2 separate regions of the Anser cygnoides genome follow, and region 1 is linked to region 2. Evidence: chromatin contacts called from public Hi-C data. All regions are on one chromosome and are shown on one strand. The core of a region is the stretch at or near the end of the contact, and the rest is flanking DNA. Distances in the headings are between cores, read along the strand shown. Region 1 overlaps BACH1 (BTB domain and CNC homolog 1). Region 2 has its middle 15 kb from the start of BACH1.

Region 1 (3,407 bases), core at 311-2,810, 40 kb before region 2:
AAACATTAAGCAGAACGGTTTCCATGGAGATTTTACATTGAAAATTTAAGTGTAAAAAACTAGACATCACATTTTCAGTATTGATACTACTCTGTTAGATGAAAATACATTAAATTCTCAAGAAGTGCTAAGTCCACCACAGAAAAAACAATAGACTCCAGAATTGTTTCTAAAGTAGAATAGGAAAATTTATTTTACTTCAACATCAATCTTTTCTGAGACTTCTGGTATAACTGGTTGAAGATGCAAGGACATGGAAAACTGAGGGGGGTTAGTCTAATGATGTAAACAAGCAATGTCTGGAGGAAAAGAAAATGAGGAAACGAAGGACAGGAAATAAGACCCAAATGAAGTAGCTGAAAGAAAAAAACACATTTTTAGTTCTACAGTTAATTTTAAAAGGCAGAGTTTTGAAGACATACATTTCAGTTTCTGCACAAAGTTTTAAATAGCTTTTGAGAAATAAATCATCATGGGTTACATCAATTCATTCTTAGAAATATTACTTTTATTTCTTCTCACATTCCTTCTTGCAGGAGAAACTCATACTGCAACCTCTACAATTTCGTTCTGAAAGAATTCATTAGTGTTAAGCGGCACTTTGCAAGGGAAGCAGTTTTTGCCAGCCTCTTTTGCCGAAAGCGATTAGAAAGAGTGCAGCTTTGCCAGATCTCCTAATCTGAAACGTACATTTTGGGTATGCAGAGTCACTCAGCTGTGCAGCATGGACTGATGAAATAATCTGGACTGTTGCTTAACACAAACTTCAACACTCAGAAATATTTTTTCCCAGTGTGTAAGATGGGGGTGGGGAATTTAAGTTGTTAAAAAGTTAATGCATTTCAATTTTAGCCGCATTATATTAATACTGCAAAGAAATGCTAACTAGTTGAGGTCAAAATTATCATCACATTAAGAACTCTCACTTCTGGTGAAGAATCTATTTAGGTCATGCATTTCTCCTTGCTATAGCATATATAACAAGATCTCAATTGCATTTTAGATCACAGCTACAGCCTGTCACGCAGTGACACATCCTCCTCCTGAGCCACGGGATCTCCAAGGAAGTAGTGTTTCTTGAGGCCAGCTGTCCTTTACTCTGCTCCCCCTCACAAATACCCTCAGTCTAAAACTTTGATGTGAGAAAAGTACAAGTTAGGTGGATATGCATACACAGGTGTTCTGAAAGAGCTGTTTCTATGAAGCTAACCTTTCCCTGAGAGGCCCACATGTATTCCCACATACAGAACAGGAGTGAACAACAGGAACACAAAGGCTCACCCGGAAGGTCAATAAGCAAAGACTATATGGACTATACGAGGGGGGTCTGTGGTGGTTTCACACCAATGGCCAACTGAAGTCCTCAAAGGAAGAGGTAGGGGGAGGAGAAAATATGACTGCAAACAAAAGCTTGCAGGTTGAGATAAGGATCGTTTAAAGGAAAAAGAAAAAAGGGAGGAGAGTCTTGATGCTGTGCCAACCCTGCTCAGCAAAAGACAAAACACTGGTGCGATACCAGGGCTGTTCTAGCTGCAGTTGCGGAACACAACACCACGTGGGCTGCTGTGTGGAAGTTAACTCCACCCCTGCCTGACTTAGGGTCAAAGATGATCTTCTGTACAGAGCTGGTCAAGAGAAACGACTCAACCTAATTCTCTCAGAGAGCAGTTCGATTCAACACAGAGTACTACTCTTGTTCGCATGTAAGTGGAGCTTAAGACTTTCAGATCACTTGGATAGGACGGTACACCTCAGGAGGTCTGCAGTCTGAGCAGTCACCTCTGGGTAAGACCAGTCTGCTCAGGGGTTTGTCCAGTGGCGTCATGAAAACCTCCTAGGACAGAGCCCACACAACCTCTATGAGTAACCTCCTCCATTGCCTGCCCATCCCCCTTGGTAAAAGGGTTTCCATATATCCAGTTGAAACCTCCTAATTCTGTTTATGACAGGGTCTCCAGCTATTCTGCTGTGAATAACGCTACCTGCTAGGAGGCAGGAGTACTCCCATTCCCAACATCATCTTGATGACTTCCCCACAGATGTGGGCAGGTGGCTATTAGCTCTCCCCACAGCCATCTCTCCCCGAGCAGAAGAGGCCCCATTTCATCTGCCTCTCCTCATGTAAGTACTTCAACCCTGACTGTCCTGGGGACCTCTCTCCTAACCTTATTCATTTGTCGAGATCCTTCCAGCACAGGGAGGGCGGTGGTGAAACTGGGCACCATATTCTGGATTCAGTCTTACAAGTACTATGTATAGGAGTGCAATCGCTGCCCTCAAACCACTGGCTGTGCTCCTGTTAATACAACCCAGGATGCTGACAGCCTTTTTTCAGCCCGGACAAGCTGTTGACTCATGCTCAGCTGTTGACTCATGCTCATGCCCAGAACAACCCCCCAGGGCCCTTTCAGCAAAGCTACTCCCCAGCCAGTCTCCAGCCTCTACTCATGCAAGGGGTTAATGTCTGCGCCAGATAGAGTGGTTTCTCAAGAATGCACCACAAATATTATGTTTTACTCTGAGAAAAACAAAAACCTGATAAGCAACAACTCAGACATCAATACAAGACAACACGCTGTACATACTGGAAACCAGTATGAGTAGTTTTGCCAAATAATATTTCCTAACAGTACACAGTATTATCTACCTGTCCAAAGTTTTCCAACTATAGCTATACCGCATTATCCTCTCTGAGCCACATCACAGAGAATACCGTGAGAAGAGCAACCTGCTTCTGAGACCCAAGACTGACCCAGAAAAGCAGAAAGGAGGCAGGAGTCGCCATGCACAAAGCAGCCTGGGTGTGTACCATACACTCTTCAGATGTCTCTTCTTCCAGCCACCCAAAAATTATGCCTAGACAAGTCTCAGTTTCTGTATTTGTGCACAACTTACACAAGTTTGACGGCGCACAGCATCAGCTGCCCTAAGACACTCTCAACAGCTCCAAACAACGTTTTCTCAAGAAGTTCTGAAGAAACTTACCCGCTCGGGTAAAAAAAAGTGACAGGAAACATTTGTGCCTAGAGCACAATTCAGAACTCAGGCCTTACCTCACAATTCTCAATGCTCATTGTCTAGCACTCGCACAATGATCTCTGTCAAACAGCAGACATTCATTCTGTTCTAGTGTAGGTCCACAGAAAAAAAGGATATTACACTATAATTATCGTTTAGTCAACTACAGGTCTAATCTTGCAGATGAATCATGTCTTTAAATTTTTCTCCCCAAACTGTTGCACAATATTGACAAAGTTACAAAACAAACAGAAATCGCATAAGACAACAGAAACAAACAGAAAGTTCTGAAATGTCAGAAACAGCTTCTTGCTTTGCCTGAGTAATATAATTTTTTTTTTATTAGCACAACCACCTGATTTCCCTCCCCACTCGAATATCTTCATTCA
Region 2 (3,321 bases), core at 164-2,663:
CTTTTTTCTATGTTTGCTTGCTTTTCTTTAAAGTCATATAGTTCCATATAATGACTCCACAGAGCCACTCCATGAGCATTGGCATGGCTGTAGCTGTGCAAGTAGGAACAAATATGTTTAATAGGGATGACAAAAGAGAATGTTTTCTTCATTACTTTGACTTACACCTGGGGCTGGCTTCTCAGAAGCTGAAGCTGGGCCTAGACCCAGCTCCAAGCACTGGAGCAGGATGCTCGAGTTTTGTACACACCTCACAGCATGAAGGCCCTTCCCAGTGCCAGGCTCAGTGACGACCTGTTTAGCTCACTCACAGCTCAGTGGAAAAGTACTGACCAAGCACGGTGTTTAAACACTCCTAGCACGTCATTACATTCAGATGGTCTTTTAGCCGTCAGGTTTCAAGCTGAGGTGCTGGTCTCTTTGGCCCTGATCCAACCAAACACTTCAACACGTGAATAAAACCCTACCGCTGCCAATGGGTGGGAACTACTCATCGCTTCAAGTCAGGTACGTGTTTGAGAGATTTGTTTGATATGGCAACAGTGCTCCACACTAAGTGCTGTGTTGAACCAGGGCCTAAATCTAGTTTACCATGCAGTGTGCTCTTGATGTTGCTGATTAACCTACCCAGCAGCCTCGCTCACTTAGGTGTGGACTCCTTCATTTCAGAAACCATGTTCAGCACATTTAAAATGCCCCTTTCTCATGATAAAAATCCAGTGATGATTACCTTCTGGATGACAATATGTTGGTAGCTTTACGTCAGAGCACTCTGATGGTCAAACCTTGAATTAACAGTCTCTTGAATAGAAGCTACAGGATCAGGAGACCCTCACAAACATCTGAAAACACTGCATGTACAGTCATGCTTAGGAGATACACAGCTATCACAGACTGCTGATAAAAATGTGGTCCACTACTTTTGGTAAAATCTTGCCTATGTTTTCTTTCGTTTTCACGTCTCACTTTTAAAACCATGTAACTACAGCTTTGTGTCTTGCCAGGTTTCAGCCAGGTGAGGAAAGAAACTTCTTTTTATGAACTAAAGGGGAATTCTGAAACAGATAAAGTAGCAAAGAAAACTTACTAGCATGCTTTTTTTGCTCTTTTTCCTTCAAAAATGTAATATGAATCCAAATTTTCAACAAAAAAAAATGATTGTTCAAATAAATTGTGGGCTGTGCAAGAGCCACCGATTTCATGGCTTGCAAAACAAGCCTAATATTCCAGTACAGCCACTTTGGGTCATTGAAACTTGAACTGCGTCTGGAAAATTTCCCATGCGTTAGCGTGCGCTTCCAAAGTCCAACACTTTGGATAATCAGGTTACTTAACCTGACTGAATGCAGAGAGAAAAATAGAAAGACAGCATTGCATTCTCATTTTGTTGTTGTTATTGTTATTGTATTTCAAAACGTAATTCATGAAGACCATGCTGTATGAGATTTAAGGCCTCTTAAAATTTACCAATAAATAGAAAAACATTTCTGAGCTGTTCTGTACTCTTATTTAAAGCATATTTGATTCTTAGGTTTTTTTGCTATTATATAAATCTTTTTTATATAAAGAGTCTGCAATCAATTAGTACTGGGTAATGCTTGTAAAGTAAAGCTGTTTAGGCCAGATTTCCAGGCAGGAATCAACAGAGATCAATGTAAATCCAGCTGAAGCCAGCAGAAAAACTTTGGACAGATAAAGAAGTTTCTATATGACATGGAAGTATGTTGAACTCTTTTAGCTTCTCTAGGGTGCCAGAACTCACTCAGCTCAGGTGTTCATGTTAGCTGTTGTCTAACGCTTTGCTGGAAACTACACCCTTGTACAAGTCTTTCTAGTATGTTAAAAACACTGGATATCACCCTTTTAGTATTTTCACACAGATACGATCAGATGGTGAGAAATCGGTAAACCATCCTATACCAGATAAAGTGAAGAATGAGTAGCTATAACCACTTAAACAACAAAAACTCCACTTGGAAAAATGTGATTGTATACTGAAAATATTTACTGAGGCATCTGTATGTCTTGCAACGGTAGTGGTAGATGTCACGTTACCCACAAGAGGGAGCTCACACAGTCAGATGTAAGAGCCTCTTCCACAGACTTAAACTAATGAGAGCTTTTCAAAGGGTCATAAATAGATTTAGGCACATTTTTAGCACATTTTAGTGCATACCTGGATGTAACTTAGTTTATCTGGGAACGTTTATGTAGTTATCTTTTCCTTGAAAGAATCCTCCTTTTTTCAAATTGTTTCACAAATTAGTGTTCACATTCTCCTTGAATGCAGATAAATTCAAAAGGAGGTATTATTTCATATGGGAGCAGTGGGCTTCTTGTCTGATTAAGCACTCAACAAGGGGCTGAGCTCCCCAGATAAGCCAAACATTTAGAACTGTATTTATGAGTATGTGTATGTATGAATGTGCCAGTCTCCCATGAATATTAACGCATAGTATAGAAAATACTATAGTTTCTTAGTATAGGAAATACTGATATTTAATCAAGTAAACCTATATACTGACATGAATACAGAAGGGTCTGACCATGAGACAGGTAAGGTTTTTAGCAGGTGGTGTTTTCAAAGGATGTCTTTGCTTCTGGCTACTCTTAACAATTCTGAGTGGTTGACTTACTTAAGCTGCCCAGGCACAGCAGGGGAGAGTGAGAAGCAGGAGTCAAAGGAAGAAGCAGGAGGGACTGAAGCAATCACAGGGCTGCGGAGGAAGTCTGTAGGCACAGGGCAGCCTGGGTTGCGCACCGGGATGTGCCATACGCTTGTGGAGCAGTCACAAGACAGAAGTGGGAGGTTTTTCATCACAGAACATCACATCACTGCCCCTTCGTGTGGGTAACTGCGGATCTAGTTAATAAAAGCAACAAACTCAGCTTGTGCAATAAAAGCAGTAAAGGCCGATTAGTGGCGATGCATTTATTTCAGTGCCAAAGTGCTCTAGCTTCAGTGTAGTTTTTACAACACATAGGCTATTTATCAAGGCTATGATTTGAGTATTTTTAATGCAAATACAACCCTTGGCATGGATTCATCTGTACTAGAAGAACAGAGCCATATAATGGTTATTCCTGTTTCTTTATGAGAACCACCTACAGCGCTATAAGCATCTATACCACAGGTAGGTCAGCTGGTACTAGGCATATTAGACAAAAACATAACCCTAAATGAAGTAAATATTCCAGTATAAAATGTTTGTGTAAAAAAGCCTTGGGAAGCGTCCAAACAAAAGCTTTTTAATTTTGAGCTAAGGGTAACAGTCTGTACATCCCACTGATGCCAGCCATAAAGAGCAAGCAAGAAAGCAC

Evidence for each region. A called contact is a pair of places that touch in the nucleus more often than the background predicts.
Region 1: a contact with region 2 is called in a Hi-C map of liver, with 3 times the contacts expected there. The contact joins two enhancer-like sites. A contact is called at or near these places in 4 of 7 Hi-C or Micro-C datasets (blood and liver).

Annotation. Positions count from the first base shown.
Region 1 is chr1:112,074,579-112,077,985 of Taihu_goose_T2T_genome, reverse strand. The region is part of intron 5 of BACH1 (BTB domain and CNC homolog 1); the gene reads right to left. Among named protein-coding and RNA genes, the nearest start is that of BACH1, 25 kb to the right of the region's middle. Within about 2 kb of position 1,560, at least 3 of the 3 cell types and tissues checked have open chromatin away from gene starts, as enhancers often do. A contact at or near this core is called in liver, where this site is marked.
Region 2 is chr1:112,034,358-112,037,678 of Taihu_goose_T2T_genome, reverse strand. No RefSeq gene overlaps it. Among named protein-coding and RNA genes, the nearest start is that of BACH1, 15 kb to the left of the region's middle. Within about 2 kb of position 1,413, at least 1 of the 3 cell types and tissues checked has open chromatin away from gene starts, as enhancers often do. A contact at or near this core is called in liver, where this site is marked.